Regions from separate parts of the Macaca mulatta genome. Here region 1 is linked to region 2. A link is a contact called in public Hi-C data. All regions are on one chromosome and are shown on one strand. The core of a region is the stretch at or near the end of the contact, and the rest is flanking DNA. Distances in the headings are between cores, read along the strand shown.

What was found. Hi-C and Micro-C count contacts between places; a contact is called where the count stands out from the background.
Region 1: a Hi-C map of liver shows a contact between it and region 2, with 3 times the contacts expected there. The contact joins the promoter of SLMAP here to the promoter of ARF4 in region 2. A contact is called at or near these places in 3 of 14 Hi-C or Micro-C datasets (cortical neurons, fetal cortex germinal zone and liver).

Annotation. Positions count from the first base shown.
Region 1 is chr2:121,296,028-121,299,342 of T2T-MMU8v2.0, reverse strand. SLMAP (sarcolemma associated protein) reads right to left here and starts at 1,834. Exons shown (of 21, transcript NM_001261125.1): 1 at 1,430-1,834. The coding sequence starts at 1,627.
Region 2 is chr2:121,140,784-121,144,194 of T2T-MMU8v2.0, reverse strand. It overlaps ARF4 (ARF GTPase 4), which reads left to right and starts at 1,887. Exons shown (of 6, transcript NM_001195582.1): 1 at 1,887-2,158. The coding sequence starts at 2,092.

The sequences.
Region 1 (3,315 bases), core at 585-3,084, 160 kb before region 2:
AAATCTGTCTCAAAAAAAATTAGGCACCCTACGTTCAGCTTGGGGGTAGGGAGGAAGGGTCTGCTCCACAGGTAAATGACGATCTGGTGTTATACAGAAAAGTTAACATATTCTTCAGTTCTCATCCTACACTCCTACACGTAGAATAAAGTATAGATATTATGCAGCACACAGCACTTGGACAATCTTTTCCTCCTTTCTTCAAAAAATAATTTACAAAATAATTCCTTAAATCAGTAGCTGCCGAAGTATCATTTTTTTCTCTTCCTTTTAAGGCTCAGGTTTCTTTCATTTCAAAACATATTCTTGAAGACTTAAGTTCTTCCTTTAAGAAAGATTTAATTATTTAACTCAGAAAGAAGGGGCAAAAAGTCAGGAGGTGAAACCTGAGACAGTCCTATTAGTCTTACATAACTTAAAGTTGGAACTGATTCAGTAGCTCAGCTAAAAACCTGAGGTTTAGGCACAAAGATGAGCTCTTTAGTATACTATCCATAAACATAAATAAACAGTTTTTAAAAATGGAAAGGATCTTAATTTCTTTCATTTCTTAAAAGCACATACGTGTATAGTAACTTACGATACTAACATAAAAATACTAAATTGATTACGCTTAAAATGAAAAGCACTGAATTCATCCCATCACATTTAAGTAATGCTATAATTGACAGAATAGGGTATAATTTCAGAAAATAAGTTTATTTCCTAACACTAACTTTTGAATAGCACCTCTGTAAGAATGCACTAAGTACTTAATAAGTGCTGCAGGGAACATCAAAAAGTGATTTTCAAACGCAGTATGTGTATGTTCTCCAACTTGTAAAAAACACTCTGAAAATATATAAAGTTACAATTGTTCATGCTTAATTAAATTAGCTTTGATTATTGCAAATTATTCCTTCAAGAGCAAGTATGTATCAAACCTTTCAAAAATCTTAGGTTTATACCAGCAATTGTCCTTACTAGAAAGGTCCTGATCTGAACTCACCTAAAGCTATGTGTTAACTACATTTCACTACTAAGACACTTGAGCCCTGGGATAATAATGGCCACAGATTCCCCGAATTGCTCTGACAACTCCTGCTTGCTTAATAAAGCGCTGAACTGTGAATTCACCTTTCCAAGCAGACTGAAAGCAAGACGCCAAGTTTCACTATCTAGTTTGGTATTTCACTGGGAATGACCCCGTTATCAAGATGCCATAGACTTCCTGAGGCTTTTAATTACAATACCTTCTCTGTTTTCCATTCAACCACCTCAATCAAATTTCCACTAGAACCAGGCACCCAAACAGTTGTTTCGTGGCTTTGCGCAAAGCCTCTTCTGGATGCAAACCCTGGGATCCTGCATACATTAGGCCTCTCAGAAAGGGCAAAGCGGGGGAAACAAGTTTGTTAAACAATGCCGCTGGACAACGTGGTGACATTACCTTGCCCGTCTTGTGATCAAACCAGACGAGAGCGTGGTTCCTTGACAGCACTTTGCAATCAAAAGTGGCATTATTCTGCGCTGGTCGACAGCGGGCCACTGAGCGGCCGATTTTGATGGGCTCGTCCAGGTAGACATGACGCTCCTGAAACGGGTGCGAGTTCGGGCGGCAAGTGAAGATGGCCAAGGCTGACGGCATCGAGGATAGACTGGGGGTGTCTCTCCTACCAGGAACAAAGAGGAGTTCCTCTGGATCCGGACTGCCCTTCACAAGCCTATCCCCCTATCCCACCCAAAATTTTAAATTAACACAAACTGCACATTGTCTAAGCATAACCAGTGAACATCAACTCTTCACTTGGGTGGGAAGACAAGCCAGCGCAAGCCCCATCACCTCCTCTAAAACCCAGCAGCGCCCTGATCACAAAAAGTCCCCAACTGGCAGCTTTCAGTCCATCTTCTTCTCTGGGAAGAAAAGGCTCAAACATCGGGCAGCTTCCGCCAAGAAAACTCCTGGAACACAGTTTGGGGACTGGAGGTATCCAAGCAGATGAGTCACACGCCAATTCTTGTGTTTGGTTTGAGATCGCGGCCGCTTTTCCCCCTCGGTGGCGGAAACGTTGCAGCACTGCAGCATGAAGGAAGGGTCGGTTCGGCGCGGCCAGGAAAGTCCTTTTGGGCCGAAGGAAGGTGTGGCCGGGCACCTCTGGGCAGTCACCGCCCGTCCTTGCCCGCAGTGTAGAGGCTCTAGACGGCCGGCGGGACAGTCTGCATCGCCCCTGCTGCGCGGAGGCCGCCCCGGGAAGGGGGACGCGGTCCCCGGCCTGGCACGATCCGAGGCGGCGGTGGCTGAGGTCCTCCGCGCGAGGCGTGGAGGCCGGCAGGGCGCGGGCAGTAGCCGAGTCGGGACTCCCGGGCACCTGGTGAGCGTCCCCGCGACCAGGGCGGGGACCCGGCTCCGCAGGCCGGTGCTGACCGAGCGAGGCGCGACACCGGGAGGCGCGGGTTCCCAGGCGGCAGGAAGTTGGTCCCCGGACGCCTGGGCTCCTGTCCGCCGCTCAGCACATGGGCCGCCTCCCCTCAGGGTCGCCCCCGCGAGGGTCGCATCTCAGGGACGGCAGCCGCAGCTCCCGGCGGACGAGAAGGTGGGGGAGGGAGACTGGCCCGGAGGTTGGGGAGAGGCCTGGAGGCCCCGGGCTGGGTCCGCCGCAGCCTCCACCGATCGCGGCCGATGGGGCAAGCTCAAGCTGCGCCCGACGAGGCAGGAAACTTTCCGACCTGGTGGGGAAAATATCAAAACAAACGGCCGTCAGGCGCCTCAGCCCGCCAGCCTCAGCCCTCGGCTCCTCCAGCCAGACCCCCGCCAGCCCCCACCGCTAGGCACTACCTCCGCCGACCTCTCCGCAAGGAGGCTGCGAAGATTTGGAGCCAGGACGCCACGACGGGTGCTACCTCCTTAGCCGCCACCGCCGCCTCAGCTTACCTTGCCAGCGCCGGCCGCCATAGTGACTCTGACTGAAACCTACCCGGTGCACCGCCACGGGAACGCGCACCCTTCAAGGGCCCTCCTACCCCCTCTCCCGCGCCGTAGTCCAGGAATGTCACGTGAACGAAGCCACGGAAGCCGTGTTGGTAGAGGGCAGAAAAAAGGGCAAGCTAATTTTTAACAGGCCTCCAGGCGCCATCTTAGTTAAGGGCTGGAAGCTTCAAACCTCGGGACAACCTTAACGACCATTTTGGTTAAGGGAAAGAACAATTTGCGCGGTAGAAGGTTTTCTAAACAAACAGTACCACTTTCTTATTTTATCTACTTAGCAAGGAGGTGCCAACTTTTACTAAATTTTATTCTCTTTAATTCTCAATGAAAATACTAGCGAGCAAAAGAAT
Region 2 (3,411 bases), core at 638-3,137:
TCAAAGGAATGCAACCATTTGTCTCTTATCTACCTATGCCCTGGAAGCCCTCTCCCCAATTAGTCTTCCTGCCTTTGCTTTGAGTTGTCCCGTCTTTTCAGAACGAACCAATGTTCATCTTACATATGTTGATTGATGTCTCATGTCTCCCTAAAATGTATATAACTAAACCGTGCTCTGATCACCTTGGGCACATGTCTACACAGGACCTCCTGAGGCTGTGTCACGGGCGCGTGTCCTCAACTCTGGCAAAATTAACTTTCTAAATTAGCTGGGACCTGTCTCAGATTTTGGGGGTTCACAAAAGGATACAAGAAGGTCTGTCATTTAGCAAGCTTCCAAAATGCAATTTTAGGTTATTCAACTGCTAAGCAACTCTTTACATGTATCTCCAGTGCAAAGGAGGGTACTTCTGAGTAAAGAAGTTTTCGTTTTTTTTTTTTTTCTTTTTTTGTTTTTGTTTTTTTTTTGAGACGGAGCCTTGCTCTGTCGCCCAGGCTGGAGTGCAGTGGCGCGATCTCGGCTCACTGCAACCTCCGCCTCCCAGGTTCACGCCGTTCTCCTGCCTCAGCCTCCCGAAGAGCTGGGACCACAGGCGCCCGCCACCACGCCCGGCTAATGTATTCCGTTTTTAGTAGAGACGGGGTTTCATCGTGTTAGCCAGGATGGTCTGGATCTCCTGACCTCGTGATCCGCCCACCTCGGCCTCCCAAAGTGCTGGGATTACAAGCCTGAGCCTCTGTGCCTGGCCAGAAGTTTTTGCTTTTAATTGCCCAGGGCCACTCCTAAGAAACAACAGTCTCTGAAGGGTAGATAAGGTAGTGGTACCAAGAGAAGCGTTACTCAGCAAGCCTTCAAAAATACAAAAATAGCTTACTGTTTTTGAAAGTTTGCAAGTTTTTCTTATTCAACCCCATCCTATGGAAATATGCCAGTTGGAATAAGCAACTACAGAACCACAAAGGACGGCACTATTAGAAAAACAGATTAAATCTTTATCCTGGCAATGAGTCTAATAAATTAATCATTGTTGTGAATTTAAGAAGGTGTAGCAGGCCGGGCACGGTGAGCCACCGCGCCAGGCCTGATCAAGAGGCTTTCCACTTCCTCAACCTAAGGAGTAAGTCTTTCATGCTGCTTCTAGGAGAAAAAGTACAAGAAAAGCAAGACTTCCTCGTTGCCTTCTCTTTAAAAAGCAATAGCCGATGAACATGTCTTGGAGCGCTCTCGCCTTGATAGAATTAAAGATCTTCAGAATAACCTAGCGTGGTGGTCGAAGCGTCTCGCCTTAGCTCATTAGGATGCCACAGTTTCTCGGCCCACAAGTCGGCTTTTAACCACTTTTCTCCGCAAAAGGCCAGGCCGGTCTTCACGCGTTAACTAAGGCAAGCGTCTGGCCCCGTGTGAGAGACGTCTAAGTTCATGGCATCAGGGAATTCCCATCGCGCGTACCGTAATAGAAGACGGCGAGGTTCCTCACCTAACCCATAATGCTCAGCTCGCCTTTCCGGAAGCAAGTACTATCACCCCGACAATGCCTTTATCCGAGCGGAAGCGTCTCGTCCTGAGTCTGATTGGAAGTGACGAAGCGAGGTATTGTGGGACTTTGTCCGTCGCCCAGTACGCATGTGCCCCAGCCGGCGTCTCCCGACTCTTGGAGCCACGTCCAGACGGTGGCGTCGTCGAGAGATGCACGTCAGCGAAACTGGCCAATCCCCTGAGCGCGCAAGCGCAGTGGCTTGGGCGCACCGGAAGCGCAGGGGGATGGGGAGGCGGTGACGCGATTCTGTCCGCGTTGGAGGGGCCGGGCCGCTGCTGGAGTCGCCGCGGCCGCCGCGTGACGTGGCACAGCCAGATCCTAAAGGCTAGAGCCGGAGCTGCCGCGCCAGTCGCCTAGCAGGTCCTCTACCGGCTTATTCCTGTGCCGGAGCTTCATCAGCACAGCGGCCAGCGAGACGGGCCTGCCTCCCCCTTTCTTCCTCCGCTCTTTCTCTTCCCTCTCTTTTAGTTTGCCTGGGAGCTTGAAAGGAGAAAGCACGGGGTCGCCCCAAACCCCTTCTGCTTCTGCCCATCACAAGTGCCACTACCGCCATGGGCCTCACTATCTCCTCCCTCTTCTCCCGACTATTTGGCAAGAAGCAGATGCGCATTTTGATGGGTGAGTGAAGGGCTGCGAGTCGAGGCGGGACCTGGGAAAGGCAGGATCTCTACAATTCAGGTGGCCTCTGGGCCTGTTTTTCTCTCCGCCCGCCGTGGTGGGGGAGGGGCGCCGGGTCGGGGGTCGGGAGGAATTCTTAAGGGGGAACAATGGAGCGGAGGGTGAGCGATCCCTCCCCAGATCTGTTGCCAGACGAGGCAGCGACAGGGTTTTGGGCAAGGTTTCTTCTTTCTGGACTTGACTTTTTCCCCTTGATCTTATTGAAAGCTGGACAACATTAGGCAGAGATGTGGGGAAAGCCAACTCTGGGAAGCAAACACTTGGCGAGGCCCTTTCTGGGGGTGCGATCTGCATACCTTCTTGCCCGGGTGTGGACAGCCGTCAGGGGGAAGGCAGAGCCACTCTAGCCTTTTCCTTCCCACTCTGCGCTTCGTGTACAGTCCCTGCACAGTCCGTTGGTATGTGAGCCAGCGGCCACCCGGAGCCTGGAGTCGCCCGGGGCAGGAAGTTGCGGTGGCCAGGGAGCACCCAAGGTTTCCTAAGAGTCTGGAGTCCTTCAGCGCCCACTTTGCTAAACTTGGCCTGCGCTGGATTCCCTTTCAAGTTTTTCCCTCCTTGTTAATCTCATTCTCCGAAAACCAAGCTTATCTTCTATTTCTTTGGCTATTTTCAAAAACTTTAAATGTATTTGGTTTGTTCTCCTAGGTTTTCAAACTTATTTAGCCGGCTTAAAGTCTAATGCAAAAAAAAAATTAGAAACGAATTTTTAAAAAATACCTGATAAATTTTCAGTAACTGAACTGAACAGAACATCATGACGCTGAATTTTAAGGTAGCCTTGTTAATAGTAACTACAATTTTTTAAAATTTCTTTTTAGAAAATTGACTTTTAAAAAACTGCTTTTTAGGGGGCGTGTTTTTGCTCAGCTAAGGGAGAAGGGCTGTCAGTTGGCTGATGTAAGCAACCGCTCCCGGTTACTGTGACCAGCCTACATCACAGCTGAGCTCCATGGACTAGAATAACGCTGAAAGAAGCCCCTCTAACTTTGAACGTTGAAACCTGTTGGTTCATTAGCTTGTGTTCTACCAGAGGAGGTTTTATTTTCTTTCTTCCTTTCTTTCCTTTTCTTTGTTTCGACGGAGTTTTGCTTTTGTCACCCAGGCTGGAGTGCAGTGGCGCAATCTCCGCTCACTGCAACCTCCACCTCCCGGGTTCAAGAGATTCTCCTGCCTCAGCCTCCCAAATAGCTGGG